2 separate regions of the Mus musculus genome follow, and region 1 is linked to region 2. The links are chromatin contacts, called in public promoter capture Hi-C maps. All regions are on one chromosome and are shown on one strand. Each heading gives the region's core, a stretch centred on a gene start, on an enhancer-like site or on the middle of the called end of the contact. The rest is flanking DNA. Distances are from core to core; before and after follow the strand shown. Region 1 holds the start of Zfr (zinc finger RNA binding protein). Region 2 holds the start of Lmbrd2 (LMBR1 domain containing 2).

The links. Capture Hi-C pulls out chosen DNA fragments and counts their contacts.
Region 1: a promoter capture Hi-C map of liver shows a contact between it and region 2, with 4 times the contacts expected there. The contact joins the promoter of Zfr here to the promoter of Lmbrd2 in region 2. A contact is called at or near these places in 3 of 39 promoter capture datasets (the C10 cell line, hippocampal neurons and pre-B cells), 1 of 115 datasets of contacts at active chromatin or transcription factors (stem cell-derived neural progenitor cells) and 1 of 9 other capture datasets (liver).

The regions. Positions count from the first base shown.
Region 1 is chr15:12,114,828-12,119,840 of GRCm38.p6, reverse strand. It overlaps Zfr (zinc finger RNA binding protein), which reads right to left and starts at 1,990. Exons shown (of 20, transcript NM_011767.2): 1 at 1,894-1,990; 2 at 1,503-1,602. The coding sequence starts at 1,930.
Region 2 is chr15:9,137,766-9,142,604 of GRCm38.p6, reverse strand. It overlaps Lmbrd2 (LMBR1 domain containing 2), which reads right to left and starts at 2,035. Exons shown (of 18, transcript NM_177178.3): 1 at 1,865-2,035. Skp2 (S-phase kinase-associated protein 2) reads left to right here and starts at 2,151. Exons shown (of 10, transcript NM_013787.3): 1 at 2,151-2,421; 2 at 2,902-3,173. The coding sequence starts at 2,414.

The sequences.
Region 1 (5,013 bases), core at 741-3,240, 3.0 Mb before region 2:
TTTCAGTCATTTTTCTCAGCACTGGCCTGAAGAGACTTTTAAGCCACCACCTTAAGATTGAGGCTTTCAACAATCAGTAAAATACCTATGTCAGTAATATAATAATTTACAATTTTAACACCTTTTTTAAAAAATGGGGGCATTTCATCTATTTGATTGATAGATTTTTTTTTCTTTGTCAGTAATATGTAAAACAGTATCTCTTGTAGTAAATTGTATCATAGGATTCCCTAAAATGAAGTAACTTTTTTTTCCTTTAGAATTTTCAGCCCCCAATTATTAGCCAGTATCCCATTTTACAGAGGAAACTCAAAAAATATGTCCCAAATGTCATAAAAAATCACAAAGATACTGTTACTAAAATTTTGTTTTCCAATGAGCCTCTTTTAAATACATGACTCTCCTAAGGTAAATGGGATGAAAAAGCTATCTGAATTTAACCATGATCCTAAATATGCTAAGGCACACATAAAACTGTATGCTTACTGCATGAACCAAGCGACTAGCTGTCTTACTCTGATTCATGACGGTCCAATAAATACAGGGTTTTGCCTCTTGTTTCTGCGATAAGATGTATAAGGAATTACAGCTACTTTAGCAATGACAGCTATCTGGAGGTAGAGGATTCATCCCAGGCACCACAACTACTCGGTATACAGTCACTGGCATTTTCTTTTTCCCCGGGCGGGGCGAGGGGCAGGGGGGAAGACCTCAAAGGAGAACCACCGGTCCACTTGGAGCCGTCCTCAATGGCTCCAAAGGCTACACACGCATCATCTACCCTAGGAACTTCGCACATCTTTTTCGGTCTAACAGCTAAACGATTCACAGGTGGTTGGCATATTAACATCTCCGCGAGCAAGAAAACCCAAAGGGAATGAGATGGAGGCGATGACGCTGGCAAAGTGGCAGTTAATCTGAGGGGCTGGGGGCAGGGGGGTGGTTGGTGGCGTCGGGGACCCAGGGCCAAGGGAAGGTACCGACAAAGACCTGCTGTGTGATCTGGGCTCCGGGGGCGTCGCGGTAGAGGCCGCTGACTCCGCACTCCGCGCGAGGCCCCTCGGCTCACTCTCTCTCCATTCCCCGAGCCAAAGGGAAGATAAGAGGTGGGGGGGTGACAGGGTGGAGGCGGGGACCCGGGAAGCCGAGGGGCCGCAGCGGGCGGCTCGGCTCCGCTCCAAGGCCGCGGGAGGCCATTTTACCTCCGGGGCCGTCCAAGGCCCTCCACGTCCCCAACCCCTCCGCAGTCATCCCTCCCCCGTCTCGGCCCCTCCGGGGGCCGCTGTCCGCCGGAGCCGGAGGCCGAGTGCGACACGGCAGGGAAGGGCGGGTGTGGGGAGGGTGCGGGGGGCTCCCGGCCGCGCCTGCCGCGGGGACCCGGGCTCTCGGGGCGGTGCGGCGGGGGCGGGGGCGGATGCGGCCGCGGGGCCGGAGCGTCGGCGGGAGCCGGACCGCGGGGCGCGGAGGGAAGAGGAAAAAGGGAGAAGGCGGGGAGCCGTTACCTATACTGGGCCGCAGCCGCCGCCGCCGCCGCCCCGCTGTGGGTGAATCCAAAGTAGTTGCCGGTCGCCATTTTGGCATCTTCCCCCAGCCGGCTGGGCACTGCGGCGGGCACGGAGAGTCAGGTCCCATGGCGGGAGGGCAGCCGTCAAGGGGTCGGGGTGCCGAGGGATGGCAAGGGAGAGAAAAGGGGCCGTGAGAAGCCGCCCTGGCCGGCGGGGACCGCGGCCGCGCCGCCGTCCGCCTCCCTCCCCGCACTCCCTCACTCACTCGCACGCCCGGGTGGCGGCCGCCGCCTCCTCCCCGGAGCTGGCCCCAACCCCCGCGCCTACCCGCCGCCCAGGGCCGGGGCAGGGCATGGCAGAGGCCTCCACGGGCCACATTTAGACTCACCATAGGTGAAAGAAACTACAGGGCATATGGGAATCATGGGCTCGGGCTGCTGCTGCTGAACTCTGAACTCTCACCCGCTGCCTCCCTCCTCTGCCCCACTCCTCCTCAGCGGAGAACAGACCGCCGCCGCCGGCCGCACCGCGCAAGCGCGCTAGTGCGATGCATCCTGGGAGATGTAGTCCTTACGCCCCGCGCCAACCCCCCCACCCCCCACCCGGGGGCTGGCGCAGGGCCCCCCGAGGAGCGGATTTCTGGGGTGCGGATGTGGGGTTCTCTCGTGGGACTACGGGCCCGGCCTTATCCTAAGCGATGGTGACTCGCACCCGCTGCAGGGAGGCTACAAGGCGGAGGAAGAGCGCCTCGCTCGGCCGCGGGGGAGTCGGGCAGCGTGACCAGATAGCGTGACGTCTGTTGGCCTTTTCGCCGCCTTACTTTTTCACCGGTTTCCTTTACTTTTGCGGCTGCGTTTGTTCTCTCTTTCAGCCCTCCTCTCTCCTTTAATTTCCATTAACATTTGAGCTGGCCTAATTCCTGTTGCTTGTCACTGGCCTTTGGAAAGGGGAGGAGACAACGATGGGGGGGAAAAGAGCAGAGGAAGTGCTGCACCAAGCATCTGCCCAGAACCCTGCCTGTCACAGGGGTCACACATTTTGCCAAGACCCCGCCCCACCTCACAGACAAGGAGCCTTTCAGGGTCATGTTGGCGGCCCCCAACAAGGTGTTGGGCGTTGTAGATGCCAGAAACGAAACGTGACATGTTGTAGGAGCAAAACAAAATCCCTGTTCACATGGAATTTTTGTTCTGGGAAGTCTTATGACACACTAGAGCCAAAAACATAGAAAATGTGGTGGGTGGGACTGGAGTATTAGGAATAAAAACAGGACAATGAAGATAAGGGGAGTTCGGGCGGTTAGGGCAAGCCCTGGAATAGAGACCTGACAGAAGCAAGAAAACCACCCAGGTAGCTACCTGGAGGAAGGGCAGTGGAGAAGTCTATAGAGTATCAAGGAAGTCACTCTGGCTAGAACTGAGTGCGGGGATGACCAGTTCAAATGTCTTTGTGAGAGTCTTAGATTTCCTGGGTAGAGGGGCATACACCTATAAATCCCATCATTGGAGAGGCTGAGACAGGAGGATTTCCCAGAGTTCTAGACCTGCCTACACTACAGAGGGAGACAGTGTTTCAAAATAGAAACTACCCACCTATTCACTCCTTACCTGAGCTTCAAAAGAGTGCCAGGTCTCCCTGGGTCAGGATCAATACTTTATAAATAGTTCTTTACTGCATGCAACTGTGTCTTCATTACAGATGCTTTAGTGTTATCTCTGTATTGTCTCAGGCCATTTTCAGTCACACCTCCCCCACCTCCACCCCCCCCCCCCCCGCCCATTTCTTTTCTACTGCTAGGGATGGAGCTGAGATGACCTGAGCTAGCGATCGTTCTCTCTCTCTCTCTCTCTCTCTCTCTCTCTCTCTCTCTTCTCTCTCTCTCTTTCTCCTTTAGTTAGGGTCTTGCTGGCTGACCTGGAGACCTGGCACTCACTATACTGCTTCCGCTGGGCTCTCCCTCCCCTTCCATCCCCTCTCCCAGCCACTCCTGGACTGATTTCTGTCGTCTTGCTCTTACCCTGCCTCCACCAAGGCCTAGGAAGCGCTGCACCTCACCTCTCACCTGCCTCGTGGCCATCCAGCAGCCCCCTGCTGCTTATCTCTTAAGTCTGATGAGCCTTAAAACAGTCAGAGTGAATCAGAACTCACCCGTGGAAATCAGCGCTTTAGTCTACCTAAGGCAAACATTGCCTCAGTCCCCACTGGCGTCAACCCCCACACCTCCTACAACAGTACAGGTTCTGAGAACCTGCCTGGTTTGTCTTTTTTCTCATTTCAAAGGGAAAATGTAGGGCTTTGGGGGAAAATCAGTGTCATTGTTTTCGAGAACACTGATGGTTCCCAATTGTGTTGCTAAGGGGGAAAAAAATCTCCTACATATGGGGCATTAGAACTGTGTTGAAAAGGTGACTTGCCTTGAACTTCACGGAACAATGAAGTCTCTAGGCTAGCTAAGCAGCCAGCTGCTTCCATAAGCCTCACCACTAGTAAGCTATTTGCATTAAATGGGAGGAGAAGAGTCGGGTGGCAATTGTTGATTTCTGTTAAGGGCTGGCTTTCTGTTTGGCTGCTTGTCTTGAGAGGATAGAGTTACAGTGTTGATAACTTACACTGAACTGAAGTAGAAACTGGCTTCTTGGTGGTGATGGTCCTTCGGGGTGTGACAGGCTAGCCTATAGTAAGTACTTTAGCTTGCCCTCACCTTGTTTAGGAAAGATGTTTGGAGCAGACTGAAAGAAAAAAAAAAGATCTGGGTCTTGGGGGAGCTAGCAGGGGGATATTCTGATTAATGTTATTTAACTTTTTGGAGCCTCTTAAGATAGGAATAACAGCATCTTCTTCATATGGGCCATTGAGATGGCTCAGCAGGTGAAAGTGCTTGCTATCAAGCCAAATGGCCCAGGCAGGTACAATATGTCCCCTGACCTTCCCTCTCGTGTCCACACATATACACAGGCATACACTAAATACAGAAGAAGAAGTATTCTTCAGAGTGCTGTGGTAAGAGTCAGATGGGACTGATTTAAAGCAGCATCTAAACTTCTTATTAAAAACAAACCAAAACCAAAACTGGGACCCCGAGGGATGGCTTAGCAGGATTCAGGTGCTTGCTGTGCAAACATGGAGGCTCAAGTTTGACCGCTGAAACTCATGGAAAGATGGAAGGAGCGAACTGACTCTACAAGGTTTCCTCTAACCTCTACCTATGTCCATGGCATACACACAAGTATATCTCTGTCTGTCCGTCTACTTATCTGCTTGTGTAATACACACCCACACCAAACAAACAAGGCTGGATGTTCTTTTTAAAACCAACCTTCTAGTAAGTAAATACTCCATGCAGAATATCCACCTACAATCCAAGAACTTCATTATGGCTTCAAGCTTGAGGAGTATGTCACAGAATACCCAGCCAGGCCACACAGCAGCATACAATCCCCTGGGCTAAGAACAGAAAACAAACTTTTCCTGGAGCTGAGGATGTAACTGAGTTGGTAGAGCGCTCGCT
Region 2 (4,839 bases), core at 786-3,285:
AAATGGCACTGCTATTGCCTTTCTCCATTTATGTCAGTGTTCTAGCTGAGGCTTCCAGAGAACATTAGACATTATTCAACCTAATGATACTTTCAGTTATCGAAAATGATTTTGTTATCCTGGACTCACATTCATTCTAATGCTAAAACTATGTTTTAAAAGACTTATTAAAATAAAATACAATGTGTTAAGTAAGATTAAATAAGATTAATCAGGAAATAAAATATTTTACATTAGCAGCAATCACAATGTAGTGTTTAAGAGATCAGTCTCTTAAAGTCTCTATGGTGAGTTTCTATGTAGCTAATAACCTCACATCTTCAATGGACACAATTCCTCTATCAAAAAGAATCGTAACGGGCAGTGGTGGCACACACCTTTAATCCCAGCACTTGGGAGGCAGAGGCAGGTGGATTTCTGAGTTCGAGGCCAGCTTGGTCTACAGAGTGAGTTCCAGGTCAGCCAGGGCTACACAGAGAAACCCTGTCTCGAAAAACCAAAGGAAAAAAAAAATAAAAAGAATCGTGTGTGTATCAATACAAACCTTTTCAGTATATTATGGAAATAGCTGTGATTAAAGAAATGCAAAAGAACACCGGTTTCATTATCAAGGCAAATCAGGAGGCTCCTAATTTCAAAGTTGATAGGCTTTCCTTTCCTAGAGAGAACCTTGTGCCCACTAATTTAAATATCCTAAGGTCTCTGCTAACTCTTAGCTGAATTCAGGGCTGTTTTATATTTACTAGAATTTACTCTTGAACGAGTTACATCCTAACAGAAAGGACAAAGTTCAAGAGAAGGCAAATGAGTTTTTCAAAGTAACAAAAGATAACTTTATACACTATTTCAGAAGGTCTCACTTTAGATACTTTCCATAACAAAACTGTGACTACATACTTATTCTCCTAGTCTTTCTTTTCAAGTAAAACCAATTTGCAAAAAGGTCTTTTTTTTTTACACCAATCTCACTCACAGGAACTAAAAGTTCATGAATCTCTTCCTCTCAAGAAGTAACTGATGCAAAGATTATGCTAGAAACAAAGACAAAACTGAGCATGAAGGATTTAATTCCACTATAAAACGAATCTTGCTCTCTCCACAAAGAAACACAAGTGTATGCAATCTAACATACTAAACCAATATTCTAATGTTTTTGATGAAGGTGGCCTGCTTTTTTCTCAACTCTATAAATCTTCATTTTTACTGGACTAGAAATGCATCCCCCTACCCTCTCCCCTGTTGCACAGTTTGCACACCTGAATTTTGCATGGTCATTCTAATCTAATCGCCCCCGACCTCTTCAGAGGCTAAATTAGCATAGTTTCTAGGCAGAGAGATTCTAGGACAGGCTGTGGATTGAGTCAGAGGCACCTAAACAGCTTTCAGGGTGGTCTCTCCTTGCAAGCGGAGCCTCCCTTTTTCCCTTTGGTATTTGGGAGACTCATCAAGGATCCAAGAGGATGCACGCGGGAACCACTGCTGGCTCCTGCCGCCTTAAAAATAAACCATCGCTCCTCTTGGAGCTGCGCTTTAGCTCGAAAAAGGCTTCCCCTCGCACGCTGATTTGATCTTCAGTGCCAGCCCATGAGGTGTGCCGCGTCCTCGAGCCTAGTTTACAAGTGAGGAAAGGATCGCGTCCACAGACCCAGTCCTAAGGGCCGCCCACTGCCAGGTGGAGGAAGGCGAATGGCAGGAGTGCCACCCGCAGCCTCTCACCTGGCGGGCCATCGAGACCCCGGAGATGGGCCTGGCGGCGGCGGCCACTCACCATCTGGAACTCCCCCCAAGTCTATGTCCGCCAGGGACTGGGCCGGGACCCCAGACCCTGACGCACCTCACGCGTCCCCGCCCCCCTCACGCTCACCGTCGGACCTCGCCAGACAGCGTCTGGAAGGGACTCAGAAGCTTCGCGTCCGCCGCAGCCTGCCGGGGTCACGGATCCTTCAGTCCCGGGCGACCGTGGCGGTGATCACCCGAAGGCCCGTGAGCTCCGGGAAAAGGAAAACCTGCTCCCAGTCAATCGGCTGACATTTCCCAGCCAGCCGGAGCTCCACCCACTTCCGCCTGCCTGTCCTCCTCCTCCTCCTCCTCCTCCTTCAATCCCGCCCGGCGCCGCAGGGAGTTGTGGGTATCTGGAGGGTTGGTCCGAAATCAGAGTGGAAGAACCCAGGCAGGACTACGAGCTAGGCTCGGAACTACAATTCCCAGCAGGCAACGGGGCGTCAGAAGGCGGCTGCTGGAGAGCGGGATGCAGAACTCCGCGCGCGCGGTGGTGATGGAACGTTGCTAGTTCGCGGGTCCAACTGCTGGGGCCCCGGGGATCACTCTAAGCCGAGCGCTAAAACAGGAGTCTGGAAGGCAGGCAGCGCTTCAATTAATTCAAGCATTCAAAACTCCTGAATCAGTGGACACCATGCATAGGTAAACCGATTGCAAAAAAACCGGACAAAACATGAATGAACCGTTTGAATTCTTTTAGGCCGCGAATGTTGCTTCTTGTTCAAATAATCTGGTTATGTGAATGTTTGCTTAGAGAAAAAGGATGGATGAATGCTTTAGTGCGAATATCAATGTGGAGTTTAATTTGGCTTCCTAATTAAGTTTTCCTTCCTCTACTTTGAGTCATGGTATCAGTGCCGTCCCTCTTTTTCCCTCCACGGGAAGAAATTATTGAGGCCTTCTGCGTGACCATAAATCCCAAAGCCTTTCAAAGTATATATGTTCCCGATTTTTCTCTTTCATTCTTGTATTTCTCTCGCTTGTAGGCACGTTTAAAAAATGCAGTACTGTCACTTGCTGGGACTTTTCTCCACTCCATTCTTTACTCTTCTTTCATGCCTACCTTGGAATTATTTAGGGGTGTATTTTCAAAAGGAATAGAGAATGTCTGCCCTTCTGCAGGAAGCACCTTCAGGAGATTCCGGACCAGAGTGGCAACGTCACCACCAGCTTCACGTGGGGATGGGATTCCAGCAAGACTTCTGAACTGCTATCAGGCATGGGTGTCTCGGCCTTGGAGAAGGAGGAGGTGGACAGTGAGAACATCCCACATGGACTGCTCTCAAACCTCGGCCACCCCCAGAGCCCTCCAAGGAAACGAGTCAAGGGCAAAGGGAGTGACAAAGACTTTGTGATCATCCGTCGGCCGAAGCTTAGTCGGGAGAACTTTCCAGGTAATGCACAACACTAAGATCCAAACTGTATTGTAATGGGTTGAACTATTTTGTTTTAACTAAATTCGATTGAATTATTTCCTTGGGGAATCTTTTTGGATCGGTGCCTAAAATTGCCTAGTTTTGGTGCCTAAAATTGCCTAGTTTGGAAGTGTGGCAGTGAAATGGATTCCAGTCATTAAGTCTTCAGGAATCTTGGTTGGTCTTTATCTTGTGGTCAACAATTGACTTGAAGCTTTTTTCCTGCCCTTTTCCTTAGAAAGGAATCTTCCTGCTCAAAGTCCAGCTCAGTACACTGACATATGGGAACAGAAGCAGGGATCTTAGAGGGTCCCCTTTTGTCTCTATATACTTCTTTGTATCTGAGCAAGCTTTGTATGGTAATGACTTAGATTATTGGTAGGCACATTAGGAAGGTAAATGTTACTAAGTAGAAGAGACTTAGATTGCTCCGCTTGCAAGCAGGCCCTTGGGGGTGTGGTGTTTCCCTTACTGTGACATTGCATCTACAGTCATAGAACCCTGAAATGTGGTCTCATCCCCACTGCCCCCACTACCCAGCTAGTCACTGTGTCTTTCACTCTTGTGTGGCAGCTGTTTCAAGCTTTCATCATCTCTTCCTGGATTATTGTAATAGATTTATATTGTCAGCTTTCTTCTCAGCTCTGTCTCCAGGAGGCAGGGTGGATTGATGAGATCAGAATTTACCTGAAATTCTTCTCTCACTAGTGACTCCCACTCCTTGATTCCCCAAACATTTTTAAATAAAGCGCCTCCAGGGCAGATCCAGACTCAAGGACTGGCAGCCTTAGAGTAAATATAGTGTGTTGACCTGAGGCTTGTCAAGGTTTCCCCACCCCCACCCCCTAGTCATTTAAAAAAGTGATTCAGGGTCGGGCAGTGGTAGCACACGCCTTTAATCCCAGGATTTAGGAGGCAGAGGCAGGCGGATTTCTGAGGCCAGCCTGGTCTACAGAGTGAGTTCCAGGACAGCCAGGGCTACACAGAGAAACCCTGTCTCAAAAGAGTGATTCAGGAAGTGTTTTTGAGAGCACACTGTCCTCCACAGTATAGTGGCTCCAGATAATAGCAGTGAACAAAACAGACAAATCCTAGAACTTCCATTCTAGTGAGGAAATGCTGGAAGTCCAATGGATATGGTACTTTCTGTAACATGTTAGGCCAACGTGGCTAAAAACAAAGAGGGGGTCAAACTGAGGCAGAATGGAGGAAGTCTTGGAATCTGAAGATAGATTGCAAACTGGTTATTGGCTGACATCCTTATTTGGGCTGTGACCTTTAAGCAAAGACAAGGGGAGAATGCAGGAATACGCGTGAAAATGTCCCTTGGCATAGGGAACCTAAAGTAAAGGGAAGCCACATAAGATGCTGGAGAACAGGAAAGCAGAGTGAGAGTGGACAGAGTAGGGAGAGGTGCGGCCTCAGGTGGGGCTGATCTTTCCTCATTGGAACACTCACTCCTCTCCCCTCGTTCAGTGTCGTCCATTGAGACAGGGTTTCTTTGTTTGTAGTGTAACTCACTGGCCTCCAACTCAGACAGGCTGGCCTCCAGCTCAGAGATCTGCCTGCCTCAAGTGCTGGGATTAAAAGAGTGGACCATTGGCGCCCCGGCTCGGTGACCCCTCCAAAGGGACACATTGGTTAG